2 separate regions of the Gasterosteus aculeatus genome follow, and region 2 is linked to region 1. A link is a contact called in public Hi-C data. All regions are on one chromosome and are shown on one strand. The core of a region is the stretch at or near the end of the contact, and the rest is flanking DNA. Distances in the headings are between cores, read along the strand shown. Region 1 overlaps nfia (nuclear factor I/A). Region 2 overlaps patj (PATJ crumbs cell polarity complex component).

Region 1 (4,938 bases), core at 1,818-4,317:
AGTTCCTCTGTGTGTGTGTGTGTGTGTGTGTGTGTCTCCAGCTGGGTGTGCAGACTCCATGTTTTTATGTGAACAGCTGGTAGGTCTCCTCCGTTGTTTTCATATTGTGACTGCACATCTGTTTGTGTGTGTGTGTGTGTGTGTGTGATGCCTGCCTTGTTACCTGCCAGTATTGTTGTGTTCAGGTGAATTCACTCCATTATAAACACAACGAGGCGATTAAAGCAGCCGTCTGTCAGTCTGTTGAGCGCAATCTCCCATCACACCGGATCACATTAAACAACGTTGTATTGCATGTTAGATTTACACAACATTACATTATATTTCTTTTGTTCTTGTCGCTGCTCAACGAACGTATTCATGCTCACATTATTCACGTATTTTATCTCACGTATGTGTCCCGGATTGGTTCCAGAAGCAGTTTTATTTTACATTTCTCGTAAAATTGCCAGAAAAGTCAAGGTCATGATCTTCAGCTTAATATAAAGCTTAATACTGAGAACATTTTAACATTATTTTACTCTGCCACAGCAGTTTCTGGAGGTCAGGGGTAAATAAAATATATCAACGAGCGCCTACGGAACAGCTTAAGACTGCAAGCATGAATACATTACTAAGCAAAAAGATTAAATAGGAAAGAAATAACAAACCCGAATATTAATACATGTATAACTATTTACCCCCTTGCCCCCGAGAAGTCTTACACTACAACATTTTTTTCTAAATACCGTACTTTGATAAAATAATAGCAATTTGGAATCAGGATCTTAAAGATATAAATTTTATGGAAACGCTTTCTTTGTCCTCTGTAAGTTGAAAATAATTTTGGCGCAAAAATCTGCTAAAATAAACAAGTAAACAAGGTGAGCAACTGCTTATGAGTATAAATGCTTTCATAGAGTGCAGTACTGGGCTCCATGAGTTCCATTACCAGTCCGCAGGTGCACTGGTTCACTGGTTTCCTGCCATAGACGGGACAGAAGGAGGTGGAGGGGGTGTTTGGGTGGAGGAGTTTGTAGGGGGGGGGGTCCAGCATATGCCGGGCCTGCTGACAGCTTGCCTACGTTCCCCATCGTCTTCGCCCGCAGGCTTCCTGCTTCTTCCTCTCAAGAAGGCAGAGTATTTTGAATTTTTTTTTTGGGCGGGGGGCTCCAGTCAGGTTGGGGTCCTGGTGAAACCTGGAGTGCGTGGGCAATCTGCCGCCGAGGGAAGAGCGAAGGCATTAATATAAACGTGTGTGTGTGTAAGAGAAAGCCAGGTTTAGAAATGTGAGACAAAAAAAAGAAGAGGACGAAGAAGAAGAATAAGAAAGAAAATGTGAGGAGCTAGTCTCTCGTCAGGGTCGACCTCCGACCCCTCGCTGCTTTCCCTTCAGCGCTTAACAGATATTTTGGTTAGCTTGTATGATGTGAAACTTTCTTCCTCGGCCGGATCCATAAACTGAACACACACAGAGTTTTGATACCACACACACACACACACACACACACACACACATAGCAGTGTCTCTCTGAGGGAGGCCGGAGGTGAGAGGAGGAGATGTGCCATCCTCTCACCGATGAACCGCTGACTCCGCTGGTTCTCTCTTACCTTCACCCTCCCTTTGGTCAGGATCAAGACCACGCTGCGTTCACGGCTCGCATCCTTTAAAAAACCTACAGTACTACTATTCATTTATGTGCAAATACCATGGACACCTCGCTTGTCCTTCCTCCAACCCCCCAAAACACTGCCATCTGCTACAGGGTTGGTTAGGGTAGCCTAGCTTAGCACGGCGACTAAATCAGAGGGTAAATAGAGGAGTCCAACCATAAACCATATGTATGGTGGACGGAGTCATCGGCGCACGTTGGTTTGTGGAATGCCGTTTTGGAACCTCGGGTTTGCTGATTTTGCTGACGCCGTCTTGGAATACGTCCGTTCAAATCAACAAATGGAGGTTACCACATTTGTAAAGGAGTGACGTAACGCCGCTGCATGCATGGCTCTGGTAGCAGCAGTGACCTGTCCCACCTGCCCACCCTAACGCATACCCTGCTCTATTTGACCCCAAACGGAATCATGCTGTATCAAAGCAGACCTGGAGCCTTGCAGCTCTGGTTTGGGAGCAGGAGCGTGTGTTTCTGATGCTGGTCGGGGTTCGCTTTCCCTCCGAATCCTGGAGATATTTGCGGTGGTATCACTCTCGTGCAACGGCATATGTGTCTCACACGTGCTGCGAGCACATACACGCTCACTTGCTCATCAATGAAAGTCGGTCAGAGGGGGGCGTTCGGGGAGGGGGGGGGGGGGTTCCGGCCTCTCCCCATTACTCTGCCAGGCCATCTGTTCATCCTGCCTCCCTCTCATCACACAACTGCCTTCCTGTTTCATCCTCTTCTTCTGTTGGAGCCACACAAACCCATCACACGCGCACAAACACACACACAATGCCACACACACACAAGCTTGGTTAAAGGTGCTGGACGAGTCTTGTGTCCTCCGAGCGAGACAAGTTCATCGTGCGATTGATTGATTGATTGATTGTCTTGGAGCAGAAACTCAAAAAGCGCTACAATAAAGCGGGAGAGGCAGGAAATCATGTCATGCACTGAAGTCTTTAAAACCCACCCACATGATCGCTGATGTCAAATCTGTGATCCCCGTCCATAAAAAGCTCTACTTCTGCTGTATTACCGACTATGAGTTGTCAAAGTAGATGTTTCTTCATGAAGCACTGTGCTCAAAGCCAATTAGTTAAGAGGATAGCATGTAGTGCTAATGTGTATTACTACGGTGCAGTTTTTAAGTCTTAAGTAAAGTTTTAATCGGGTGTTGACAAGAAGGAGTTTCTGTTCGGATACCAAAATGAGTATTTTAAAAAGAACATTTGGGACTCAGGCTGCTAGCGATTCCCCTTTGTGCTCCGGACACAAAACCATCTAAAAGAAGCCACAAAGCTCCGGCTCAGACCAGTCTTTTACCTTTTCATCACTCCGTTTTCCCGTCTCCTCCTCTCTCTCTCTGGTTGTGCGAGCTTGGCGAGGCTTGGTTTCAGGCCTGCTGCTGTTGGCTGATCTCCAGCCTGGCAGCAGCTCAGTGGGAGCAGGTGGAGCCTCCATCCCCCATCTCTCTCACACACACGCACACACACGCACGTTGTGGTCCTGCAGTATTTTTTAGCCCAAACCGCCGCCGACATCAGCCCGTCTCCATGGTGATGTCCATGTCGAGATTTTGAGTTTTTCCTCACGTCTGATTGGTCGACTGTTTGTAAGTGTTGTGGGATGTAACTCGAATCTCTCATAATAACCTGAACTCACTCTGATGTTGCTCCGACTTCATGTTCTCAGATCTTCTATTTCTTCTTGCTTCTTCACTTTCAGCCTTCCTCCTTTTTTTCTCTCCTTTTGTTCCTCCTTTCCCTCGTCTCTTTCCTCCCAAATTCTTTATCTTTCTGTCCATTGTTTCTTCTTCCCTCCTTTTCTCCTTCCACTTTTCTTCAGTTTCTTCTTGTGCTTCTGCTTTGTAGTCCTCTCCCATCCATTCCTCCTCCCTGTGCTCCCTTTTCTCTCATGCACTCTCCCTCCTTAAACATATTATCTGAAGCTGTTTGTAGATGCAGCTTTAAAAGTTTGAGATAATAATCAAACATTTTTATTTTGACGGTTTGGTTTTACATAACCACAAAGGATGTTTTGTTAACTGTCTCCAGGGCTCATTCCCGCTAAAGGGAACCACATATATACAAATTAAATCTTTTTAAATCTTAAAATATTTTCATTTGTGTCATTTAAGACACATTTATACAAACTGATGGTTCATCACCTACAGAAGCTTTGTGATTTCCTCTGGAGCTTCATTAAGTTGAGGGGGTGTAAACAAAGTTTGGTCGGTGAACACTGAGTTTGTGAAAAAGAAGAAAATCCATTCAGCGTATCTCAAAACGTTGTGTGAATTCAGGGATGATGCGTTGTCATGGCAACTGCTGCCACGTTGTGATGCTGATGGTGAGGGTCTGGCATGTAGATGAAGGAGAGCTGCAGTGTGAACGCAACCAGGTGTGTGTGTGAAGAGGTTGCACCTGGGGGAAGAGGTCGGTGTGTGTGTGTGTGTGTGTGTGTGTGTGTGTGTGTGAGCCTCTAGACAAAATGATAACTTTAACTAGATACCGAAGTCCTAACCTTCATAAAAGCCGCTGAAGAAGCAAAGGACAAAAAGCTGTTTTGCCACGCGGTCTGACTCTCGGAGCTCTTTGTTGTCTCGCCCTGTGGCCTGCTGGGAGATTTTTGGCAGCGAGGGAGAACGTCTTCTCAGTCAATCCGTGTGAAGCTATAAATGAATGAGTTGACAGCAGGGTTTATTGATGACTTGCTGCTGTGGGTCATTTTCTCTTAAATATTTTATTGTCATCCATATTATCTTTGTCCATTCCAAGTGGGATCAAAATATTTTGGATTACATTTAATGTATTATAGGACAAATGCAAGTACACCTAAATATATCTCCACATCCATGTATCGAACAAATTGTATTCTTTTAATTAGAGCTTTTTAGTATTTTCGTAAAAATACTGCAGATATTTTAAATGTTCAGACTTAAGAAATGTTAATGTTTTACCATAAATAGTTTCCCTGTGATATTAAGTGATAAAACACATCTGTCTTCATCTTAAATCTCTCTAATCTGAACGCAATGCGCTGCAGTGTCGGTGTGTTGGCTCTAGAGGGCGCCTCAGGCTTCTTTACTGACACACTGTCATTATTATTTTTATAATTGTATCACTTAACACAGCAACATTACGCGCAAGAAGTGGGGGAAGTATTTTAAAAAGAGGTAAGTAATGATGTTACATCACCATCAATGTGCAACATTTTAGAACCCCGCCATCAGGCGTGTGTCTCTGCCACGTGAGTCATGTATCCGTGTCCGCGTCCACCCCCCAAAATACCAACGTAA
Region 2 (4,856 bases), core at 67-2,566, 140 kb after region 1:
AAGCAAGTTAAATCGACTTCTGTTCCTTTTTGATTTTTATGCTTACTGACAGGCATCATGTTCAGCACAGCCTCTGTCTGCAGGGCAGCTTTGTGAGGCCGGTCGGTTTGCCCCCCCCCACCGTTTCAGCACTTTAGGCACGGCTTCACCTTCGAGACCTCCCCCTCCCCCTGAGTCGGCCCCAGCTGATGCAGCACTTTGGGGGGAGGAGATGTATTTGACAAACAGGACATCCTTTAGCTTCATCTCGAGGAGACGGTCCCCTGTAAGTTCCGGCCGTGGACTTGTGGAAGCAGAACTAGCAGTTTTTAAAATGTGAACTCTGACCTCAGCCTTGGACAAAAGCAGGCAGGCGTCGTTATATCAGATAATTAAATTATGCCCCAGCACCCAGTGATAATAATTACATTTAAAATATGTGAATATTTGTCCATTCCCTTAGTGTATTGTATGCTTACAATCCATAAGACATTTGCAGACTCTTTGTTAAATGTTTCCATATATATCTGTTTTATATGATTTAGTGAATAGTCTCCCTGTGTTGTGTCAGTCAAGCCCACTGCTCCTCAAGCTGAGGATGGCTTAAATACACAGGTCATATTTCTAGTATGAATACGGGGATAAAATAACAGGATTATGTTACTATCAGCATCCACAGTGTAGAACACCCAGAAATAAAGACGCAGCCTTGTTCTCGTATAAAGGAGCTGTGACTCAAAAGCGCTTCTAGTTTCAACCCCAAAATCTCTGCTGGGATCCCCCAGCTCTTCCAGTCCATATTGGGCAAGGATTCAAATTAGTTTAGAGTGGTCGGAGTACTAGAAAGGTGCTGTGCAAGTCTGTTTACCCTTTAACGTATTGCAGGCTTAGTTGTGAGAACTCGCTTCTGTTGTAAACCTTCAGAGGCTCTCTCCGTCCTCTGGGCTTACAGAGGGATGTGATCGGTTGTACTTGTACTAGAGGTCCAGTCATCACAAAGACAAAGTGGGTAATGTTGGATTTATGATGACAGTGATAGTCCTTTGTAACATATAACATACAAGTAGATAAGCATTCGGTCTAAAAAAAAGGCACTTTTTAAAAGGAAACCCTGCAGCGAACTACGCTGAGGTGACTGAGTGTAGAGTGGGATTCTGTACGTATCCTGTATGCAATCTCATGAAGCACGGTTCATTCAGTCTCAATAGGTCAGCAGCCTCGCACTAAACTACCAATCAAAAACCACGTACAGATTTCTCCACCTCATAAATGATGTCATTGTGGGTGTGTGGGCTTCATGGCCGGCTGGTCTTGGCCTCAGCTTGAGTTCTGGACAAAGCAGCCTGTGTTCAGAGACCAGCTGCAACCAACACAGACGCACACATGTTTGCCTGTTACACTTATGAGCCCCTACTTTGGCATTTTGCATTTTCTATTTGCTATCTGGAATGTTATTGTAATGTAATGTTAATCTTGACCAAAAAAAGGCCTAAAACTCACTTTTCTCATCTCAAGCTTCTGTTTTCTGCAATTTTTGCTAATCCTCGCATTAATGGGAAAATTCCCTGCCACATGTTATATAATATCTTACATATGTAATACTATGCGTATTCCTTTGATTTAAACACTAGCTAAAGAAAAATAACTAATAAGATAAACATTTTCCATTCACAATTTTCTTTTAATCCAATCTTCACTTTTTCTCCCCCCCCCGAGTGTGTTGGTGAGGTGAGAACAATAAAATATAAATTCTATACACAGTTGAGTTTCCGACTCCGGCATTTCACCTCAGATTGAAACCCGACGCAACACTTTTCTCAAAATAAAAAGAAGCAACTTCTCTCCCTCTCTTTCCACTATATCTCTCGCCCAAGGGCACGTCGGGGCCGGTGTTCCTGCCAAAGTGTTTCCTGTTACTGACTCTGCGGCTGTCAGAGTCGAGTGAAAGATGGTTGCAGGCAATAAGAGAAGAGCTGGTCCGTCTGTCTGTCTTTCTCTGGACTCGGGCGGGTAGTTTTGCACTACAGCCCAACACCTTTAAACAAGACCATTTCATACCTTAAAACTGCGTTTTCTCCCACGCAACACGTGCAGGTCCACAGGAGCACAGACGCACTGAAAAAAGAGACTTTTGAGTTTTACAAATGTGCAGTTCATAGATTTGCAGAGTTTGAGATCAGCTAACTGTCGCCCATCGCTGTGTGGAATGCCAGTTTGCAGCCTTGTTTTGATCCTTTTGGCTTTCTTCGACCAGAGGCGACTGAGTGGCGCCGATTACAACCATTAGGATCCTTTTTAGGAGCCCAAAATGTTACAGATGCAGACAACTCCCAGAAACACAAACGGCGATTTGAATTTGAAAATATGAAATTATAAAATAACTGAAAAAATATAAGAACTTCAAAGTATCAAAATATATATATGGGAAAAACTAAGAAATATTTTTTCAAAACAATTGAACTTAATCATAATTATAACATTTCTATTTGTAATAACGGTTCTATTTCAAATGATCGATGATTGCGGCCTGGATTTTTCTTCATAGAAGACGCCCCATTTTCAAATCATGAAACTTGGCTCATTGCATGCTGGAGTATTGAGATTTGGAACTGACTTAAATGAAAAACCAAGCCAGAGTATTTAGACATTAGTGTTCGTCAACCTTTAGCCTTAAAGTTTACATTGAAAGTGAGAAGACGGGAAAAAGTATTGTAAGTTCGTGGTTCATATTAGGAAAACCTCTGCGTTCCCCAAAGGTCTACAGTATGTTTCGTATAGAAATGTAAAGTCTAAAGTTAAGTCTCAACGGTTCCTGTTTTATTCTCGCTTGCATCATAAAGGTCTTAAAACTTCTACAACAATGAGGAGTTTATTTTTTTTTGTATGCGAGTAGTGCATGGTAAAACTTTTACGTGGTAAAAGTACATTTTTAATTTCTTTTTCCCTTTCTCGCTTTCTCCTTCATTCCTGATAACTCCACTTTCTTTTGACAGCAGAGGCCTTTTCTTTTTCCGGAGGATCTTGTGGGAGTGGAGGACTTGGGTTCTGACTCCTCGCCACCTGTAGCCATGTTGTTCGGTCTAAAAATACGGCTGGGCTTTGTTCTGGCAGCCTCAAACTTGGCACGGCAGCTCGTGCAGCAGAGCGAGATGCCCAGGGATCAGTGCAGGAGAATTCACAAGACGTACGTCCGCTCTCACCACACAAAGCGCTCCAGTTGGTTTAGGGTTCTCTAGAGGGGTTTGGATTCGGGGCAGGACCTGGTTGCCCTCTCGGTTACTGAGGTTAAACAGTCGGAGCAGAGACGAGAGCTTGTTGAGAGTTCCTTTACTTTTGGACAAAGTTATGGGATAACTAGAGTTAGTTACGCTACACTGTCCATGAAAAGCAGATGTTATTAAAAAATACAGTGGTGGGTTATTGTACCCAGAAACTGTATATAGAACTAAACCCATTCCTCTGGGAAGGAGGCGGCGCTGGTAGTATCAGCGACCTGTCAATCCCAGTGAACATCACTTGTTCAATAAGAAACTAATGATGATACAACTTTATTCATCCACATGTGGTGGTACGGTAGAAAGAGAGAGTGCACATTAATTGAATATAGGCAATAAAACCACTTAATATTCTTAATATTACTGTATATGAATTAATGCATTAATACATCTTAAAATGAACTGTTCATAAACAACTACCTACATTATTTTAAATGGATTGTAACTACCTTGAAAGACTTTATCTTTATCTTTTAGATTAGTACAGAAGTTTTATTTCTTACAAAACCTTTTCTTTATTTCAAAAGAAGAGAAAAGTACCTGTACAGCATCACCTGAGACCACTCTTGAAAACCACCTCACTGTTTTCTGTGGCTATTCGCCATTCAAAGGATTGCACGGTGTTGTTTATTGAAACCTGCATAAATAAGTAGCATCTTGCTGAAAAGCCGCTCACCCTCTGAGCAAACGGAGCATCGGACAGTTGAACCCCGAGAGTGTTTGCAGCACATTAACAGCAACCAACCTGAGCCGCAGTGAAGTAAATGTCATCAGTGACTCGTTTGTCCACCCATGCAGCATGAAAATGTTCTCTTTGTAAGTCCCACTCTTGTCTTTTCCCTTCATCATCCGCCCTCTGATTGCTCCACGTCTGTTTGGCCTTTGTTTGACCTTTGACCTGACGGATGGTTTCTGTTAGCCCGTTCTTCCTCAACGTGTTTGTGTGTTGTTGTTTTTGTGTTGGTTTGTCCGGGGGCATCGTCTCTCGTCTCTCCGGTCTCTGTCTCCCCCTGCCGGTGTGTCTGCTGCCTTGCCTTCCTGTCTCGCTCCATGTGTGTCGGGCGGCCTACAGTCGAGGATTGTTGTCTGCGTGTGCCAGGGATTTGTTTCAGTGTGGGTTTTTAACAACTCACGAAAACTGAAACAATAACATTTTATTTAGTGTTTTTTTTCAGCATATTAAATAGTAGTAAATAATGAAAATTAAAATATCCTTAGAAAAATGAGCTGTTAATAACGAAATGAATTGAATTGACTCCTCCAGGAATGCAGACGTCCGTCAGAGATCTTGACGAGTGTTCTCACCCCCTCCAGGACCCGCTGGATCCGGGCCGCTGCGTGATGGTGATCCGCTCTCTGGTCCCGGGCGGCTCAGCGGAGCGCCGCGGCGGCCTGTTCCCCGGGGACCAGCTGGTGTCAGTCGACCGGACCCAGCTGGACGCGCTCACCCTGGACCAGGCCCTGGAGGTCCTGAAGGCCGTCCCGCTCGGCACGGTCCGCCTGGGCGTCCGCAAGCCTCTGTCGGCGGTACGTCTACGCCTGCTCCACCCGCTGGGTCCTCGTGGGGGAAGGTACTGCTTCTGGTGGTTGAGTGTGATCTGT

What was found. Hi-C and Micro-C count contacts between places; a contact is called where the count stands out from the background.
Region 2: a Hi-C map of skeletal muscle shows a contact between it and region 1, with 9 times the contacts expected there. The contact joins two enhancer-like sites. A contact is called at or near these places in 4 of 6 Hi-C or Micro-C datasets (skeletal muscle, tail fin and whole body).

The regions. Positions count from the first base shown.
Region 1 is chr8:2,874,759-2,879,696 of fGasAcu3.hap1.1, forward strand. The region is part of intron 1 of nfia (nuclear factor I/A); the gene reads left to right. Among protein-coding and RNA genes, the nearest start is that of nfia, 26 kb to the left of the region's middle. Within about 2 kb of position 3,068, at least 2 of the 9 cell types and tissues checked have open chromatin away from gene starts, as enhancers often do.
Region 2 is chr8:3,019,900-3,024,755 of fGasAcu3.hap1.1, forward strand. It overlaps patj (PATJ crumbs cell polarity complex component), which reads left to right. Exons shown (of 44, transcript XM_078108008.1): 18 at 4,569-4,781. Among protein-coding and RNA genes, the nearest start is that of patj, 21 kb to the left of the region's middle. Within about 2 kb of position 1,317, at least 1 of the 9 cell types and tissues checked has open chromatin away from gene starts, as enhancers often do.